Regions from separate parts of the Sus scrofa genome. Here region 2 is linked to region 1. The links are chromatin contacts, called in public HiChIP or PLAC-seq maps. All regions are on one chromosome and are shown on one strand. The core of a region is the stretch at or near the end of the contact, and the rest is flanking DNA. Distances in the headings are between cores, read along the strand shown.

The links. HiChIP or PLAC-seq counts read pairs in DNA pulled down with a chosen protein or histone mark.
Region 2: a contact with region 1 is called in an H3K27ac HiChIP or PLAC-seq map of alveolar macrophages. The contact joins the promoter of LOC100517502 here to the promoter of MRPS36 in region 1. A contact is called at or near these places in 1 of 5 promoter capture datasets (liver), 2 of 47 Hi-C or Micro-C datasets (heart right ventricle and skeletal muscle) and 2 of 2 datasets of contacts at active chromatin or transcription factors (alveolar macrophages and skeletal muscle).

The regions. Positions count from the first base shown.
Region 1 is chr16:47,383,690-47,389,389 of Sscrofa11.1, reverse strand. MRPS36 (28S ribosomal protein S36, mitochondrial) reads right to left here and starts at 2,978. Exons shown (of 4, transcript XM_003134022.5): 1 at 2,841-2,978. The coding sequence starts at 2,882. LOC102160395 (a long non-coding RNA gene) reads left to right here and starts at 3,044. Exons shown (of 4, transcript XR_308458.3): 1 at 3,044-3,230.
Region 2 is chr16:47,795,114-47,800,813 of Sscrofa11.1, reverse strand. LOC100517502 (small EDRK-rich factor 1) reads left to right here and starts at 3,235. Exons shown (of 3, transcript XM_003134027.5): 1 at 3,235-3,395; 2 at 4,174-4,282. The coding sequence starts at 3,389.

The DNA.
Region 1 (5,700 bases), core at 1,729-4,228:
CTAGTTGGGTTTGTTAACCACTGAGCCATGATGGGCACTCCAAGCCCTTCATTTCCTTGATGGTTCCCTTTTCTCTCAGTTAACTGGTTCCATCCTGACTTTACTTTCTTATCTAGCCTAGAACCCACAGTTCATTCAACATCCTTTTAGCACTCTCAATTGCCAGAGTTCCTGTCGTGGCTCAGTAGTTAACGAATCCGACTAGGAATCATGAGGTTTCGGGTTTGATTCCTGGCCTTGCTCAGTGGGTGGCTTGGATCCAGCGTTGCTGTGGCTCTGACCTAGGGTGGTGGCTACAGCTCCGATTGGACCCCTAGCCTAGGAACCTCCGTATGCGGAGGGAGCAGCCCAATAAATGGCAAAAAGAAAAAAATAAAATAACACTCTCAATTGCCTTGCTGGAGGTTTGTTTTCACCTCACCTGTAAACTTTAAACCCTGAATTAATCCAACCACCTATTTTCTTCCCCTATGTCTCAAGCAGCCAAATGATTTCCTAAATAATTAACTATCTCATTTCTAATTTTGCAGCATCTCAAACATATCAAAGACATACTGCTTGGCATTCAGCAGGCATTTGATGAATACTTAGAACTTACTCTTCTAAAATTACTTTTGAACACCCTGTGGTCCAGCCAAATTTCTCTACTTAGTGGTGACACCATGTTTTGTTAATTCCTATCAGTTTTTGCCAGTCTCTTGAAATACTACACTTCAAGATACAGATCAACAGCCAAGTTCTAAGCTCTGTGCAGGCACCATATATTACCTTGTTGGCACTGCAGTCCCAGCAGTGTAGGCCTGCCACAGAAATACTAAATATATTTTGCTAAAGTGTAATTATTACATAACACCACCACATACTGCTTTGTATTATGAATGTGAATACAAGTCTTTGCAGTTCTGTTAAAAGGAGTCAGATGGTTCCTTATTGTGTATTTCATAATATCTTTTTTTAATTTGCATATATCAGTAGTTAGTCGTTTATTACTACTGTGTACTATTCCATTTTAACAACTCTACCACAATTTATCTTGCTTATGGACATTTGGATATTTTTTGGATTGGGTGTTATTATGAATAAAGCAAGCATGAACACTTTTATACAGTGTTTTTCTAGGTATATGCATTCATTTCTCTGGGGTATAAACCTTTAAGTAGTACTGCTGGGACACAGAGCAGGTATGTTTAGTACTAGAGAATGACAAAACAGTTTTCCAGAGGGCTGTACCATTTTATAGTCCTACCAGCAGTGTATGAGAGCTTCAGGGGTTTCATGTTCTCATAACCACTTGGTACTGTCAGTCTTTTAAATAATTTTGGTGTGTGTAGTAGTATTTTCCGGTTTGAATTTGTATTTTCCTGGCAAGTAATGATGTTGAGGATCTTTTCATAGGGTTATTGCTCATTTAGATATCTTCTTTTGAGCAATATCAACCTTTTTTACCCATTTTAAAAATTGGGGAGTTCCCGCCCTGGCACAGTGGTTAACGAATCCGACTAGGAACCATGAGGTTGTGGGTTCGATCCCTGGCCTTGCTCAGTGGGTTAACGATCCGGTGTTGCCCTGAGCTGTGGTGTAGGTTGCAGACGCGGCTCGGATCCCGCGCGCTGTGCCTCTGTCGTAGGCCGGTGGCTACAGCTCTGATTAGACCCCTAGCCTGGGGACCTCCATATGCCGCGCGGGAGCATATGGAGGTCCCTAAGGCAAAAAGGCAAAAAAAAAAAAAAAAATTGGGCTATATGCCATGGGAATATGTGATTATCTATTATGGATACTAGTCTCTTGTCAGATGGTCTCCTGTCCTCCCAGCGTCTTTAATTAGCAAGTGCTCAATAACTACCCATTCAACGACTAAGTGAGGACCATTCAATGCAAAGAGGCTAAGGATTGGGATGCAGGATTACCCTTCAGAGTGAAATAACTTTAAGAGTCTTTTAAGGCAAGTATTTTTGCAAAGAGAAATGAACTTCTCATATCAAAGTTAAAAGTTAATCATACACTAATACACTTTTAAGAGTTGAAAAAGATCACGTAAAGAAACCGCAGAAGTGGAGGCTGTGGTCCTTTATATGCCAATTTTACCCTTCCTATTTAAACTAGAGACCACAGCTGGAGAAGCAAATACAAAAGCTATCAGGAGTCAGTAACTGATGTGTGGAGTAACTATAAAGTTCCTCTAGCACCAATCTAAACTCAGGGGTAAAAAAGCTTAGGAAACCAACACTAAGGCATATATTAAAAGATAAATATATACATTTTTTTACAGCCCCCCCCCCATTCCGGCCTGTAACCAGACGATAGGACTGCCGGGGGCACTGGTGGGGGGAGATACCGCCCCGGGCAAGGACACAGCAGGTGGGGCCAGTTCCCCGGCCATTCCCAAGACCTTGAAGGGACACTGGGTCAGATGCCAGCTTCGCTTCCTTTCAGTCACCGCTACCGCCCTCCTTCCGATTGGCTGATCTGCTACAACACGGATAACACTAGTCGCCGATTGGCCACGCTATTGCCAAGGCAGCCAAGGCTGCAGACTCCTAAGAGGCTAACGAGGTCCTAGTGGAGTGCAGTCTAGGGACTTTGGAGCAGCGACGGGCCTACCTGGGAAGATGCACTCTCGCGGCCTGACTCGATTCTCGGCTCCAGTGCCCGGCTCAATGCCCGACCCAACGAGCTCAAGGTCCAATTCTCACACACACCCCAGGGGCGCCGCTGCAGGCCCTATCTAGGGCCGTGGTCACGGCGCAGATTCCGCCACCGCCTTTCCTCCTCAGCGCCGTTGCTATCCTCAGCACCACCCCTACCGCCCATGGCGCGGAAAAGCGACCGAATCGCCTTACCTGAACGACCCTGCTGGCAGACGCCATCTTACTGCCCATCATGACCCCCGAGGAGGGGCAGCTTCCGGAGCACTAGCTAGCAGCGGCTATATCAGGAGTCCTGGGCGGCTGGGGGCGGGCCCTGCAAGTGACGTCACTGAGGAGGAGCGGGCGCTCGAGCCGGACCCGCCTCCACGTTGGAGCTAGCTCCACCCCTTTGTGCCTGCCCCCGCCCTTCCTCCTTCCCGCGTAGAAACTGATCCACGTGTTTTCCATTGTTTCGTTTTGCCGCTGGAGGTTTGCGGTGTTGGATATATTTTGCTCATCAGCCAGTGAGTGATTTAGGAACAGTTCCTCTGCGGATAGCCAGTTTCCAATTTCAGTATAGTCCAAAATTTAATCTGAAACCAAGTAAGTAATATAAATTCTTGTGGCTTCCTAAAATGAACAATCTTGGGAGTTCCCGTCGTGGTTAACGAATCCAACTAAGAACCATGAGGTTTCAGGTTCGATTCCTGGCCTTGCTTAGTGGGTTAAGGATCCGGCGTTGCCGTGGCGCTGGCGTAGGCTGGCGTAGGTCCCTAGCCTGGGATAGGAGAGGCCCTAAAAAGGTAAAAAGACAAAAAAATAAAAATAAAATAAAATGAACAATCTTGTTAAAATTTAGGAATAAGTAGCAAGCTCAGAAAGAGTGGTCAGTTCCAGGTCTGTAGTAGGCCACCTCTTATTCCTTTGCTTATTAGCATTGCCTGATTTGGTATTCTGCTTGCTTTCTCTACCGTTAGTTCTGATATTAAACTGCTGCTTGCTTCAAATTTAAGAAAATTCAAAAGTTCAAGTTTTTCTTTTTGAAGCATGAGCCATCCATATCATTCCCCCAAGTTATATTAAATTGTAAGGTAAATATTAGTACTTACAATGTTAAAAAATTAACACGCAATATGTTGCAACCACTTAACCTTGTAGCTAATGTAAACTTACATTATTGTAAATAGAGTGACAAATTTGTTTAATGATCTAGATTAGTGGTTTCTAAATCTAGAAGTTACTGAGCCTAAATATGGGTCCTTCTGATTCAGTATGTCTATGGAGGAGAGCAGAAATCTTTTTTTCTTTCTATGCTGCACCCAAAGCATGAGGAGGTTCCTGTGTCAATGATCAAATCCAAGCAGCCTCTGTGACCTATGCCACAACTGCAGCAACGCCAGATCCTTAACTGCCTGTGCCACAGCAGAGAGCTCCCAGAAATCTATTTTTAAAAAAGCTTTCAAGCGTTCTCTTGTGGCACAGGTTAAGGATTCAGGTGTTGTTACTGCTGCAGCTTGGGTCAATGCTGTGGCATGCGTTCGATCTCTGGCCCAAGGAACTGCCACATGCTTTGGGCTTATCCAAAAAAAAAAAAAACTTTCAAAGCTTGTTTTAGGAGTACATATTCTAAAACCAGATAGTTGTGGCTTAGCGGTGAGTTGTGGTGTAGGTTGCAGACTCCACTGGGATCCTGCATTGCTGTGGTGTAGGCTGGCAGCTGCAGCTCTAATTCATATGCGAAGGGTGTGACCCTAAAAAAGACAAAAAAAAGAAAAAGAATCCAACATGGTATCTGAGAGGATTCGGCTTTGATCTCTGTCCTTGCTCAGTGGGTTAAGGATCCAGCATTGCTGTGAGCTGTGGCATAGGTCACTGATGCAGCCTGCATCCTGCATTACTGTGTCTGTGGCAAGGATGGCAGCTGCAGCTCCAGTTCAGCCCCTAGCCTGGGAACTTTCATATGTCACAGATGTGGCCATAAAAAGCAAAAAATAAAATCAGATTGATAAAGTGGCTAAATGGGCAAAGCACATGAACAGGCAGATTACAGAGAAGAAATACAGGAGTTCCCTGGTAGCTCAGCGGGTTAAGGACCCAGCATTGTCACTGCCGTGGCACAGGCAGTTAAGGATCTGGCCTGGGAACTTCCATGTGCCATGGGTACAGCCAACCTCCCCCCAAAAAAATACAGAAAAGAAATACAAATTGCCCCTTAAAATATTAAAATATTTTATATTTTAAAATATATTTTATAATATTAAAATATCAGGAGTTCCCGTCCTGGCTCAGTGGTTAACGAATCCAACTAGGAACCATGAGGTTGCGGGTTCAATCCCTGGCCTTGCTCAGTGGGTTAAGGATCCGGCGTTGCCGTGAGCTGTGGTGTAAGTCATAGACACGGCTCTGATCCCGCGTTGCTGTGGCTGTGGTGTAGGCCAGCGGCTACAGATCCAATTCGACCCCTAGCCTGGGAACCTCCATATGCCACAGGATCGGCCCTAGAAAAAGCAAAAAATAAAATAAAATAAAAATAAAATATTCAAACTCCCTCATTCTATGAAAAATTTATACTACACCAAAACACTATTTTCAATCTCTCAAATTTGCTAACAGATTAACTTTGAACAATATGATCTGGGTAGGCTATAGGTAAAGTGACACTAATGTACTTCATTGGTGGTAATTTATATTTTGGAGTTCTCTTGTGTCACAGCAGGTTAAGGATCTGGCATCATCACCATAGCAGCTTGGGTCATTGCTGTGGTGTGGTTTGATCCCTAGCCCAGGAGCTTCCATCTACCTCATGCACAGCCAAAAAATAAAAAATAAAAATTTTTATTTTAAGTCAGGGCAAGAAAAAATTAAACATAAAATTCTCTCCGTGTGTGTATTGGGGCCTCCTCCCTCCAGAATGTACAGTGTGCATGTACATTACACATTAACCAGAGCGCCTCAAAGACGAAAGTGCCTGCTCAACTGGAAAGATCAATTTTTTTTTTTCCTTTCTTCTGAAGCCAGCAGTGTAACTTCTTAAACAATAGTGTTCTGTCCCAGTTCTCTAGGGGGTCATGGT
Region 2 (5,700 bases), core at 1,986-4,485, 410 kb before region 1:
AGGGGCAGGGACCGAACCCTCAACCTCATGGTTCCTAGTCGGATTCGTTAACCACTGCGCCACGATGGGAACTCCAGCCTTAAAAATTCTAAATTGAGGAGTTCTTGTTGTGGCTCCACGGGTTAAGAACCTCAGCAGTAACTATGTCTAGTCACTTATGATGGAGCACGATGATGTGAGAAAAAAGAATGTATACATGTATGTGTAACCGGGTCAACTTGCTGTACAGTAGAAAATTGACAGAACAGTGTAAACCAGCTATAATGGAAAAAATAAAAATCACTATAAATGAAAAAAATTAAAAATAAGGAAAATTTGTGAACTACAAAGATAAATAAATAAATAAACAAACAAATAGAACGAACCCCACTAGTATCCATTGGGAGGCTGGTTCCTTCCCTAGCCTAGCTCTGTGAGTTAAGGATCCTGCAAGCTGCTGCCTAGGAAGCAGATGCGGCTGGATCCAGCAGTGGCAGTAGGTGGGCAGCTTCAGTAGGCTGGCAGCTTCAGTGTGCCTTCCATATGCCACAGGTGCTGCCCTAAGGGGGAAAAAAAAAAGTTGAGCGTGTCTGCCAGAGATAACTAGAGACTTAAAATTACTATGACACTCTTAAGACTTTACAAACTTGGATGTGTATCAAAAATCTTATGATTTTATATATTTAATAGTAAAATTAAATCTGACTCTGTTTCCATCCCTTTACAAACAGGAGATTTAATCTCAGTTATTACTTACTTTTTTACCTGCAGAACTGGGACTGCCATAGACTCTTGGGTAAGAAAGGCCAGTGCCTTCTGTTTATACCAGAATATGCTGTACAGAGCTGTTTGGTTCTGGCAGTAACTCTAATATTCCTGAGATATTTTTGGCAGGAATTATTTTTGTCAAGTTCTTGAGCTTCTTTAGGTGTGTTTGAAGTCGCTGTTCAGAGTGCCGGAGGGAGCCTACAGTATAGCCTTCTCTTCTCTATGCTTTCACTCTTGCCTTCCTATTCTCAAAAACATCTAAAATTGTCTCTCTTTCTAGATGACCTAGCAATCTTTTCAATCAGTTCAAGGTTTTATTCCCCAGGCATTTTGTTATTAATGTAACAGGTGTTCTTGTAGAATTTTCTTCTCCTTCCAAAAAGGAAGTCAGGCTTCTGTTTTCCATGAGTCAGGGGACTTGTATTGCAGGTTCAAACACTGGCCCATAATCCATAGAGCCAGTTTCATCTCCAGACATTTTCCTTCTAATTTTAGAGGAGTTCCTGTACTACCCTACATAATGTAAGCCAACCTCTCATTAATTTCTGTCATATTACCCTCTAAATTTGTGTCATTGTATTTAAAAATTCTTATATTGTCTTGTTCATTTGTTGAATCTTCCTCTTCTCTTCAGAATGCCTTGTTTATTGCCCTACTGCTCCTTCCTGAAGCAGATTAAAAATGCTCGCATTAACTTATAAAGTCTCAACTATAATAATTTTTTTTTCTTTTTAGGGCCTCATTTACAGCATATGGAGGTTCCTGGCTAGGGGTCGAATTGGACCTACAGCTGCTGGCCTACACTACAGTCACAGCAAGGAGGGATCCAAGCTGTGTCTGCAGCCTACACCACAGCTCATGGCAACACTGAATCCTTAACCCACTGAGTGAGGCCAGGGATTGAACCCGCAACCTCATGGTTCCTAGGCAAATTCGTTTCCGCTGCACCACAATGGGAACTCCTAACTATAGTAATTTTTGAGCAGGTATTACAGCCACATTAAAAAGTACAGGAGTTCCCATCATGGCTCAGAGGTTAGCAACCCAACTAGCATCCATGAGGATGCCGGGTTCAGGGTCAGAGGTCACAGATGCCACTCGGATTCCAAGTCACTGTGGCCAGGGCGTAGGCCAGAACCTGTATCTCTGATTGGACCCCTAGCCTGGGAACCGCCATAAAAAAAAAAAAAAAAAAAGTACACAAGGAAGGAGTTCCTGTTATGGCACAGCAGAAAAGAATCCGACTGGTATCCATGAGGACGAGGGTTTGATCCCTGGCCTCGCTCAGTGGGTTAAGGATCGGCATTGCCGTGAGATGTGGTGTAGGTTGCAGACGCAGCTCAGATCCTGTGTTGCTGTGGCTCTGGCCTAGGCAGGCAGCTACAGCTCTGATTCAACCCCTAGCCTGGGAACTTTCATAAGACAAAAAATAAAAAATGAAAAAAATAATAACCAACAAATTAAAAGCCTTACAAAATAGGATAATTTTAGGGTGTCCAGACTAACTCTACCCATTTTTCAGTTTGTAACAATTAACAGAATAGATGAAGATAATAAATACCAAGCATCTTTACATGTCTGCATCTAGCCATGACAGATGCTCCACCGCTTTTCAGTAGGTTTAAGGTAATTCTAGGCTATTCTGAATTCCTGGTAATACTACATTCCCTTCCATTCTTTCCCCATCACACAACCCAAGCACAGAGCCACGGAACTCCCAAAGTACTGTCCACCCTGACAAAGCATTGGGATAAAATAGGAAATGAACAGACTTGAGAGAGTCTGTTTTCAACTTGAATCTCACTTCTGCCTCACTGCACTGCTCCCTGCCTAGTAGATCTGTCGCTTCTGGTCTCAGTCTCAGTTGCTTCTTCCAAAAAAACGAGAACAATTAAGACCACCTTGCAAGCTTGATGGGTGAATAAAGAAGTAAGGGGCCAATACCACCTTTCGCAGAGCTAACATTCAATCTATCTATTCTGTCCCCTTCCTCTCTTTCTCCCCTCTGAAACGTGATGAAAGATCGCCCAGGACATATGGAAGTTCTTGGACCAGCGGCAAATTTGAGCCGCAGTCGAGACCTATGCCACATTTGTTTCCAGATTCTTAACCCACTGCTGCGGAATAGAGGATCCAACCCCTTCCGCTGCAGACACAACACGGGCTCCTTAACCCGCTACGCCACAGCGGGAACTCCTAGATATTCTAACTTTTAATGTCGCTACCCCAAAAATGGGGGCTGGTCAAGCCCCAGTTCGCTGTACGCAGAGAGGAAAGTCCACACACGCCTATCCCTCTCTCAGACACAGGCCCGCTTTCTGAACTCTACCAAACTTGCACGGCGGAACGACCCTGGCAGCACACTACTCTCCGCTGCGGCGGATCCGCGGCCCGCGCCAGGGACCGCACCGCCCCGCACCCACGCACCGCACCCCCGCCCCGCCGCCAGCGGCCGCGCAGGCGCAGTCCCTCTCCGGCCAAGCCGGCTGCTGTCTGGGCTTGGTGGGCGGGGCGGTCGACCTCTCTCAGGAGTATCCCGCCGCCGCGGGCTCTGTCTCTCAGATCTACCAGTGGGCACGGCTGCTGAGCGTGCGAAGTCGTTGTTTTTCTAAGTAGCTCTCTTCCAAGCTCAGTGGTCAGCATGGCCCGTGAGTGTGCAGACCGGTAGAGGAAGCCGCAGGGAGCGTCGGGCTAGGAAGTCTAGCGCAGAGGCCCAGCGGGCGGGAGGCGGGGGCCGGCTGGTGAAACCCGTTCTGTCCGGCGCAGTGGGGACCCGGTTTGCAGTGAGATGGGAGAGAGGGAAGGTTGGCTCCGGTCCAGCCTGAAAGGTCGGACAGGTATCTGCCCCTCCGATACAAGTTTACACAGCAAGGAGCACCTCCCTGGAGATGGCAGCCCTGGGAGGGGTCTTATTTTGGAGGTGACTTATAGCTGGTGCTTAATACTTAAAAAGTCGAGAGGCCTAATGAGGACCAGGAATTCTGAGTCTCTTCCCTCGTTCTTTTGTTTGGCCCTTGCAGGTAATGTTTTAGTAGCATCTGTCTTCGCTTGCTTAACAATTGAATTATCGTGGGCCAACTTGTGTGAGATGTGGTCTGTGATGTATCTTTCACTCTCCACCCACACTTCTCAAAAGCCAGAACTTATTTTGAAATACTGGCCCATATAGACAGACAACTGGAATGCCTGTTTGAAGAGATCTGGTATTTATAGGTAGTGAACACCTTAACTAGTATAATAATATTCTTAAGACCTTAAGTGTTTACCTCTTAGCTTCCTCCTTGTCGTCAGATCCAGGAACACCATTCAAGGCCATTCTTTGCTGGCTTACCACTTAAAAAGCAAACTTCAGATGCATTTAAATAAAGGCCTTAGAATGGAATTATTAATTTTGTAGATGGGAAAATAGCATGACTGTCTTCCTAGGTGGAAATCAACGAGAACTTGCCCGCCAGAAAAACATGAAGAAATCGCAGGAAATTACTAAGGGAAAAAGAAAAGAGGATAGCTTGACTACTTCTCAGAGAAAACAGAGGTAAGTGATACTAAAGGAATTCTCAAGTCACGGAAGTTTTCATATTGGAGAATGGAAAGCATTTTTTATTTTTTAAATCCTTAGTAGAATTAGGCCTAATCTGCAGAAGAGGGCAACAGCTCAGTATATGTTGTGCACCAGGCATGCTAACACTGTATTATGGGGCAGTCATTATTCCAACTCATGGATGAAGAATTTAAAGCTCTCAAACTGCAATTTGTTTTGCAGAAAGTCTTATGCAACTTTACCATAACCATGTGAATTTCATTTAGCTTCCATTGTTGGGTGCTAAGGATAAACATTATCTTTTTCTTTTTCTTTTTCCTTTTTTTTTTTTTTTTGTGCCTCACCCACGGCATATGGAGGTTCCCAGGCTAGGGGTTGAATCAGAGCTGCAGCTGCCAACCTACACCACAGCTCAGGGCAAGGAGGGATCCTTAACCACTGAGCAAGGTCAGGGATCTAATCCATGTCCTCACAGATATGAGGCAGTTTCGTTAACTGCTGAGCCACAACAGGAACTCCTAGGACAAACATTTTCAAAGCAGACATCCTACCCACTAGTCTGAATGACAGGTCACCAATTATATGGATAACTGTTCTGAAAGAGACACAGCATATATAGCTGTACTGATGTCTGAAGATCCATTGAATTGGAGAGAATGCAGGTGCACAGGTGTCAATGCAGGTGCTTTGACATATATGACTCTAAGTGACAAATAATATAAAACTGCTACAGAAATACTTTGAGACTGCCACTTAAGCTCAAGGAAAAGGATTCATGTTTCTAAAAAAAGTCAAATTTAATTTTATTCTAAAATTTTGTTGTCCATGTGGAACTTGGAGGTTAGGCGAATAATTGACTACACAGGCTTCAGTATGTCTTCTCTGTGGTCCTCAAGCCTGGCTGCACATTAGAATCACCTGAGAAACCTTCACTTCTGCTCAGGCCTGTGCCCTACACCTGGTCCTGATTTAAACTGGTCTGGGGTTGGGCATTAAAAACTGCTCTAGTCTATAGCCGTGCCACCTTGAACGTGTGCCATCACGTCTGATCTCGGAAGATAAGCAGGGTCAAGCCTGGTTAGCACTTGAATGGGAGACCGTCTGGGCATACCGGGTGCTGTAGGCTTAAGTGGGTTGGGGATCTGCTGTTGCCGTGAGCTGTGGTGTAGGTTGCAGATGCGGCTTGGATCTGGTGTTGCTGTGGCTGTGGCGTAGGCCGGCAACAGCAGCTCCAATTAGACCGCTAGCCTGGGATCTTCATATGCCATGGGTGTGGCCCTAAAAAGACAAAAAGACCAAAAAATAAAGATAAATAAATTTGGGAGTTCCCGTCGTGGCACAGTGGTTAATGAATCCGACTAGGAACCATGAGGTTTCGGGTTCGGTCCCTGCCCTTGCTCAGTGGGTTAAGG